Regions from separate parts of the Mus musculus genome. Here region 1 is linked to region 2. A link is a contact called in public promoter capture Hi-C data. All regions are on one chromosome and are shown on one strand. The core of a region is the stretch at or near the end of the contact, and the rest is flanking DNA. Distances in the headings are between cores, read along the strand shown.

Region 1 (4,622 bases), core at 1,043-3,542, 920 kb after region 2:
TAACTTAAGTATAGAGTGAACACACAGTTAAATATGATAAAAATCACTTTTAAAATAATCACTCTTTTTAAAACCCAAATATAAAATGGCTATGATACAGTTTGGTTAATTATATCAGTTCCCCAAATTTCTAGTAGGCTGTCTGAAAGTACTTAGCACTATTTGGACGAAAGGTAGATTTCAAAACACTCACAGGATGAGCTAATGCATTTGCTACAGACTTCTGAGGGAGGTTGTATATTGTTTAGATTGCATGAAATTAAAAATGCAGAGGAGTGAGGAGCCAAACCTCCTGAATACCCTTGAAATACTTTAACCTGTCAATCAAACAATAGAAGAATATCTGTTAAGGTTAGAATTACAAAATCATCAGGTATGAAGACTGGGGACGTTAACAGGAAGGTAACAGGGCCATTTCGCAACTGCAGCACCTTTGCACTTGGGCTTGGTCTCCTTTATCATCACTGTGTTCTTGGGTACAACCACGACTCACAGTACCAGTGTGCTCATTCTGTCTCTGTTCCCATAAGGATCTGCTGGGTGGTGGGGAGTAATTTCCTTCCCAGTGTCTGAGCAAGGGGCTCATGATTTTCCTCTAAGGTTTTTTTCCATTGTTTGTTTGTTTTTCCTGTACGTTTAGTTTCTCTGTGTGTCTCTGTCTCTGTATCAGGCTCTGTGTCTCTGTGTCTCCGTGTCTGTGTCTCCTCTCTCTCTCTCTCTCTCTGCCTCTCTCTCTCTCTCTCTCTCTCTCTCTCTCTGTGTGTGTGTGTGTGTGTGTGTGTGTGTGTGTGTGCGTGTGTGTGTGTACATGCACATATGCTCATGTGCCACAGTGACACAATATGGGTGCACAGGTATCAGGAAAGTGGGAGTCAGTTCTTTCCTTCCACCATGTAAGTAATGGGATCAAGCTCAAGTCCTCAGGCTTGGCGGTAAGTGCCTAATGCCTTTAGTGGCTGAGACAGATCACCAACTCCTTGAGTGTTTTTAAGGGAACAAAGTCATTTAATATATGAAACTAGAATGAAATGGCTATAGAATATAATCGAAGGTATTCTATCCTCGTACTTTTTTTTTACAAGAAAAAATGTATTTGTTAATATGGCACATAAAATACATTAATCAGTAGATTGTCAAGAAGGGCTTGGTTCCATTCTTGGGTGGGTCTGTTTAATCATGTCTTCAGGTAGGAAACAATCCATTTAGTTTACAATTAAACACTTTTTTTTTATATATTGCCCACATTTTTTATGCATTTGGAACCCTAGACTAAGATTTACAAAAAATAAAATAATTACATTGGTCTCTGTCTAAATTTGAAAGGTATCTACTAGAGGAACAGGCATTTTAAGAAATAAGATTCACAATAAAGCCAAACTGTAAAGTTATCCCTCAACAAATGAACCCTCTTTCTTTATAAAGCTGTGTTTAATATTCAGCTTGATTCAGAATCATTTTCACTGTAGTCTCTATTATTTAAATGTATGTAAATGGTAACTGGAGGTTGGAGGGAGGGCGCTTGTTCTTTCCAGCAAGTGTTAGCAGTCAAGTTGGACTGATGATGTGTGCTGCGTTAACTAAGCAGTTAGACCAGGTTCTTATGTACATTCTCACAATAATGTTACCAGTGATGCCGGTGTATTAGCATTTTTCTAAGTAGTGCAAAAAATAGTATTTGGATAAAGCAAACAACAATAAAAACAAACAGACATGAAGGGCAGAAAGCGACTTGCCCATGCCGCTTACCACCCTCACTCATTCAGAGCTGGCACCCTCTGGGATCAGCAGGTTCCTACACGCGTTGGGCAAAGCAAGGCGCTGTGCAGGGCCAGGGCGTGCCCACCTGCAAACCGCTGGTTGTCTGGAGCCTGCAAACACCTTGCGAGTTCCGGGGAGGCTCCGGAGATGTCTGTCTCAGACTGCTCAGCTCAAAGCTTTAGACACAACGCTGCCAGCGTCCAGAAGGTTTTCAGCGTGTCAGCAACTTCACTTTACAGAGCTAGCTGGTGGAGGACCGAGGAAACCCCTCCAGCCATACGCTGGCCAGAAGCCACCGCTGCCCTAGAGCACCTTTTGTTCTGACCACTGATTCGAGTGGTGGCGGCCTTGCCAGGCGTGCAGGGGCACCGCGATCTCTGCTTCCAGAGGCCACCTCCCGCCCTGGGCGCCCAGCCCTGAGCCGGCGGCCCGGAGCTTGCACGGCGGAGACACGCCCCTTGCCTCCCCGCGGAGCACAGACTCGCCCGGGCTCCTAGGCTCCGCCCACCCCGCTGGGAGCCTGGCTTTCTCTCCTGCCCCCTGCACTCGAGACCCAGCCGAGCGCGGAGACGAGCTGCAGCCTTCATGGACTGTGAGCGGGGTACAGGGTAGGTAGTACGCCAGGGTCCGAGGCCACGCGCTCTCCAAAAGACCTCCAAGGTTGAGCGCGGGCTCAGAATGTGGCCGGAAGAAGAGTCGCGGCGTCCCTGGTGAAGGTCCCGGGTTGCAAGGTAGGGAGTAGGCAGATGGCCAGGCAAAGTTGATCAGAGAGGAGGTGGTTGGCCTGCGCCTTCGGGCCGCTGGGAACAGCCGAACTACTTGGACTTGACCCGCCGCGCCCCAGGCGCTCTGAGCAGCGCCTATCAGTCGCCCTGCGCGGGAGCGCACTTGCAAACTTGGTGGAGGTGCCCTGCGCGTCCTGTTGTGTAACCTCCGCGCCGCCAGCTGGACCGGGAAGTTGCCCGCACGTCCTTCAGCTTAGATCGGTCGCAGCTCCGGGCGAATTTCATGGCCCGCGACAAAAGCGCGGCCAGAGCCGGCGTGGGCGAGCCCCTGCGCGCTCCGACCCGTGGGGAACTCCCGCGCGCGGTCCCTGGCCTGCGCCTCCGATGCGCGCTGAGTCTCTCGCCGCTGCTGCCCGCTCGCCGCGGTCTGCCCTTTCTAGTAGCTGCCTGAGTTGGAAAGAAGAGGATGACCGAGGTGCCTTGGTCGGTTGTCCCCAACGGGACGGATGCTGCCTTTCTGGCGGGCCTGGGCTCGCTTTGGGGAAACAGTACTGTCGCCTCAACTGCAGCAGTTTCCTCTTCATTCCAATGTGCCCTGACCAAGACCGGTTTCCAGTTCTACTACCTGCCGGCTGTCTACATTTTAGTGTTCATCATAGGCTTCCTAGGCAACAGCGTGGCTATCTGGATGTTCGTTTTCCACATGAAGCCTTGGAGCGGCATCTCCGTGTACATGTTCAATTTGGCTCTGGCTGACTTTTTATACGTGCTCACCCTACCAGCCCTCATCTTCTACTACTTCAACAAGACTGACTGGATCTTCGGGGATGCTATGTGCAAGCTGCAGAGATTCATCTTCCACGTAAATCTCTACGGTAGCATCTTGTTCCTCACCTGCATCAGCGCACACAGGTACAGTGGCGTGGTGTACCCTCTCAAGTCTCTGGGCAGGCTCAAGAAGAAGAATGCCATTTATGTCAGCGTGCTGGTGTGGCTCATTGTGGTGGTGGCCATCTCCCCTATTCTCTTCTACTCTGGCACTGGGACTCGGAAAAACAAAACTGTCACCTGCTATGACACCACGTCCAATGATTACCTGCGAAGTTATTTCATCTACAGTATGTGCACGACTGTGGCCATGTTCTGCATCCCTTTGGTGCTGATCTTGGGCTGTTATGGATTAATTGTTAAAGCTTTGATTTACAATGACCTGGACAACTCTCCGCTCCGGAGGAAATCCATTTACCTGGTGATAATTGTCCTGACGGTGTTTGCTGTGTCTTATATCCCTTTCCATGTGATGAAAACGATGAATTTGCGAGCACGGTTGGATTTCCAGACCCCAGAAATGTGTGATTTCAACGACAGGGTTTATGCCACTTATCAGGTAACAAGAGGTCTAGCAAGTCTCAACAGCTGTGTGGACCCCATTCTTTATTTCTTGGCTGGAGATACATTCAGAAGGAGACTGTCCCGAGCCACCAGGAAAGCTTCCAGGAGGAGTGAGGCCAATTTACAATCCAAGAGTGAAGAAATGACTCTCAATATTTTATCTGAGTTCAAGCAGAATGGAGACACGAGTTTGTGAAGGCACGAGATCCTAGCTCCTGAGTTTTGTAACATGGTAGGATGCTCATAGAACAAGATGCTTTTCTTCCTAAGTTCCTAGTAATGTAAGAGAATTCTCCAAAGAAGAAAGTCGTGAGTCTAAAAATTAAGAAGCATCAATTTGATGCACATATCCACATTTATTGTTCTTTCCTGTAATCTCCTTTCTTACTGAATAGAAGTATGTGTAATAAACACTTCCCCTTCCTCCTTTTCAATTCACAGGCTTTTTTTCTGTTGAGAGAGAGAGAGAGAGAGAGACAGAGAGAGAGAGAGAGAAAGAGAATGTGTAACAGAGCAATTTTGATATTAAAAATGTCTCCAAGAAAACTGGCCACCTGGAACTTGAACCTGTGATTTGTTCAGCCTGTGTTGCTTTGAATAGCTCTTGGCATAAACAAAATAAAATCTATCCTTTAAACAATTTGGCATAGTATAATGAAATACTGGTTAGTCCATTGAATAGTGAGCAGATAGATGCCTTGATGTTCATGTCTTTCAGTTCCTCAGAAGCATACATGGTCGCTGATG
Region 2 (4,380 bases), core at 674-3,173:
AATCGGCTTAGGCAAGTTTGTTTCACAGATCACACAGCTAGTAAAATGCAAATTCAGGACAAGGATTCAATGACCTTTTTTTTTTTTTACCGTGCTGCTTTTTGTAAGATTATTTTAATTTGTATTCCTGTGCCGAAACTAACAGCATTAAATTGAAGTACTCATATGGAAGGAAGTTTAATTTATTGAAAATGTCTGTAATAATTAATCTTTAGCAAGCAAGTATGACATATTATATTAGCCAACAGCTTGTTATGACTAATCCCCAGTGTATAGTATAATACACAGACTTCTATGTAGATATATGTATTTCCTGGGATTGTCACAAGTATCCCTACTTTACAGTTAAGAGAATTGAAAATTTGATGAGATCCAATGTGTTACATTGTTTCTATCAACAAAGAAAACAAAGTCAGAAGCTCTGCCCACTGAAATATTATAGGCTGAACAGAAATCACTTCCTGAGAGATGTGTGCTCTCTCTGGCAGAAGTGACAACATAATTTGCAAATCCAGCACAAGGGAAATGTTTGGTCCCTTGTTATAAAGTTAATACAAATTTAGAACAGGAATGTGACCATACAGTGTTCCATCAAGAATGCAGAGCTTATATTTGGGCCTGTGAGGGGGCCTGGAAGTGTGACAGTGACACTCGTCCTGCTGGACAGATTCTCCGTACCTCTGCTCTGTAACCCTGAATAAGGTGTCACGGTATGAAAGGAACAGCAGTCTATTTACTGTATCTGCCCTGGTACCAGTGGAGGGGTCCTGGGGAAGTGTGGCTCTTGGCAGGAAGCCCAAACTATCAGCTTGCAGTCCTGTGGGGGGGAAAAAGAGAAGTACCGACCACATTTTTGGCCATCAGGAAGTAGAGACAAGAAAGAGGAAACTCTGGGGAACTCCAGGTACCCACAAAGAGGGAATCACCATCTCCAGCCCCTCCTGCCATGGTGGTGGTCAGAACTTTCCTTTTTACATTGTAGAGGTCTATGAACTACAACTGGCCACTCTATACCTTGGAGAGGTCCATGAACCACAACTGGCTACTCTCCTCTCTTTCTGAAGACTGTACCCCAAAGTACTCTCTAGCCTCTTTTCCTCTACAAGTAGAAAATGCCTGTGATTGTATCTTAGTCGCTACCATGTACATACATCCTCAGTGTTATCCCCACCCTTCAGGTCAACCAATCCAGATTTTTGCTTGAATAAAAAACTGATGTAGCCTTGAGAAAAGGCCAGGTTTGTTTCTTATCTGGAATAATCAGTCTTCTGGATGCTGTTCAGAGCACTGACTGGGGAAAGTCTACTACTATCTCTTGAGCTTGTCATCTAAGATAATGCCTCTCTCCTTAATCCCTAGCCATCTGATGTACTTCTTTATGTTTCCTGAATTTAATCACAGAAAATAAAACGGATACTATCTAAAGTTCTAACAGCCTTTCAGCAGCACACTGACAAGGCTCAAATTCAGACTGCCGTCCAAGTACTCATGTCATAGTTCCCTCAGGATTTCTATGAAGCAGTTTAATTATTGTATGCTTAGTATAGAAGTCACCAAAGAAATGTGTAAAACAATGAAAAATGAGTTCAACTATATATATTAACCATAAAATGTTTGCTGTTCTCATTACCTAAATGTGCGTACACAGTTCCATGCACATACACATGGGAAGATAGAATGCTTCTATGTTGTTTTGGGAGTGTATCAACTAAATTTAAATTAGCTTGTCCTCAAATGTCTTTGTTAAAACTACTCTCTACAAAATGACTCATCTGTTGTGTGCCTTCGGCTTTTCAGGAGTTCCTCTGAATGACTTGGAGGTTTTTCTGAATAAATTATCCCTGCCTTTTGAATTATTAATCTTGGCTGCATAATATGCAAATCAGACTGCACTGGTCATGTCCAGCAACACAGCACTGGGTCAGAAGCTGTCTCCAGCTCCTGGCAGAGTTTTCTGTCGAGACAGAAGCCGACAGCAGAATGGTAAGGGACACTGCAGCTCATGTCTCTCGGTCACACCAAAGAAGACCAAGCTTTCTGCTTAGGGCTTCCTTTGGAAGGGTTCTGTGAGCTAAATGCTGCCTAGGGAACTGTTCTTCAGTAGATGTGAAGCAGCCAAAGGCAAACATATCTGACTTTCACATCTATTTCATGTGGCTCTAAATGCATTGATTTAATAGACAAAAATGTAGTGTGTTTTGCTTTAAAGGGCTCATTGTATTTGATAATGTCGCAACAAAGATAATTACAATTATTTGAAAAAGTGAAATTATTTAGAGAAAGGGAAAATAACTTGCGTCATGAAAAATTTAACCATGTAAATTAAAGAACTTATAGTAGAGTAAATTTTAAATCATTCCAAAATTTAAAATTTGCATCTATATTTGGCAAAATGTGATGATTTAAGAATAAGATTTACTAAAGGAACTGGTAAACTGCAGAGTGATTGTTATTCTACTCCCCAAACTATATAATCTATTCTCTAACTTATTAATGAAAAATGCAACTTGATACATACTGTAATGTTTGATGTTTGGGTGTAACTTGTGGAATACATAAAAGTGACGTAATTAACCAGAACCAAATACTTATATTTATATACACTCAAACACAGTTTATTTAAATTGTTTACTAATGAGAGAAACTTGTTGGAATATCTTCATACTTTACTTTCCAGTGACAGTTAAAATTTTTATTTTTTGTTAGGCTCTGTGCAATGGTCCAGGATATAGGAACAGAGTTTGTATTGGATTACCAGGTTTTTCATTAATGTATTTTTTCTTAATTTCTGGTAAAAACATGCATTATTTTTATGTTTAGAGAACTAATTTTATAAGGAATTTTCATCATTCCAAATTAAGAATGAGTAGTAGCAATTTTCTCATGTGGGTGTATTCAGTTTATATGTAGCTTATTAATTCTAACAGACTCTGTGACTGTGGGCTAGAAGCTAATAATGATTTCCTTTTAGTTACTAATGTGTTTTTTAAAGAAAGTTCTCGGTTAATGGTTCACCTCAGTAAGCCACTACATGTTGTCGCCATGTCTGTTGCCTATGAAGAGGACAGCTCCTGAAAAGTATAGGCTAGTGATGGTTCAGAGGACATGCCCCCCTTGAATTCAGAGTTTTGCCTAAAGGAGCACACCTTACTTCCCTAATTTGCATAATTATACCATAACAAAAGACACCCGGAGGTATGTATGTATGTGTGTATATATATATATATATATATATATATATATATATATATATATGTATATATACCTGAATATATATATATATGTATATATATACCTGAATTTGGAATACAATATTCTCAAAGTGTGTCCTTATGAAGTTGAATCAGCCTATAAGCCTATAAGTATTGGAGAGCCTAACACTATAAAACCATAATCTGATAATGTTTGGATATGAAAAGGGATTTAAAAATAAACCAAGTTGAAAACATATTAAATGAATAGATTATAAGACGTCATGAAAAGCAAAATCTCATTTTAACAAACAAATTTCAGCAATATTAAAGCATAAAAATAATAGGATTAATTGATTTAAACATTTTTCCCTGATTTTTTGTTATTTGTACCCACACTGTACTTTATAATTAATATGTATTTCATCCACACACCTTTTGTTTTTGTTTGTTTAATTACTTCTTGTACTTTTACGATTATATTATAATTACATTATTTTCCCCTTCTTTTTTTTCCCTCTCTCTCGATTCTCCTATATACCCTTCCTTGGTCACTTTTTAATGTATGGCCTCTTTTTGCATTACTTGTTCTTACAGGCATATATGAACACATATATTTATAAACACAACCTCCTAATTTGGTGTAATATTATTTACAAAACAACTTCCACACCTAAGGCTCAGGGAACACTGTGTAGAAGAGGGCAGAAAGCTTGTAAGAGCTGGGTGTCTCCTGAGAAACTGTGTCTCCTCGTCATGTCAGAAGCTACATCCATAAAATTTCACCAACATGACTTCCTAAACTGGTCTGAACAAGGGCAGTAACAATAGCCATGCTAGAGAAGACAGGGAATGGACCACGAGGTCTCAACCCTAAACAAAGAATCACAGTCAACTATGGAATGCTGAGAGTGGGAGAAATAGTCTCTCCCAGAGAAGCACACAATAACTATTTACCCAGTACCACATAGTCAACCTAAAAAGGACATGTTTAAAGTGTTTTGTCCTGGTGGTGTTTGTGTGTTTGTTTGTTTTTAAAGCAAGAGTCACTGTAGGACAAGCAAGGCAAAGGTACAGGTCTTAATTCAGTGATGTTGGAAGTCCATCCCATGGTGGTCAATTTCACTTCCTAGGTAAATTCCTGTGTTGTAGGAATCCAGCTGAGCACAAGCAAATGAGCACCCACACA

Evidence for each region. Promoter capture Hi-C pulls out the DNA fragments that hold promoters and counts their contacts.
Region 1: a contact with region 2 is called in a promoter capture Hi-C map of liver, with 2.1 times the contacts expected there. The contact joins the promoter of P2ry1 here to the promoter of Sucnr1 in region 2. A contact is called at or near these places in 2 of 39 promoter capture datasets (hematopoietic stem and progenitor cells and liver).

Annotation. Positions count from the first base shown.
Region 1 is chr3:61,000,493-61,005,114 of GRCm38.p6, forward strand. It overlaps P2ry1 (purinergic receptor P2Y, G-protein coupled 1), which reads left to right and starts at 2,293. Exons shown (of 2, transcript NM_008772.5): 1 at 2,293-4,107. The coding sequence starts at 2,950. The coding sequence ends at 4,071.
Region 2 is chr3:60,079,946-60,084,325 of GRCm38.p6, forward strand. Sucnr1 (succinate receptor 1) reads left to right here and starts at 1,924. Exons shown (of 2, transcript NM_032400.2): 1 at 1,924-1,983. The coding sequence starts at 1,981.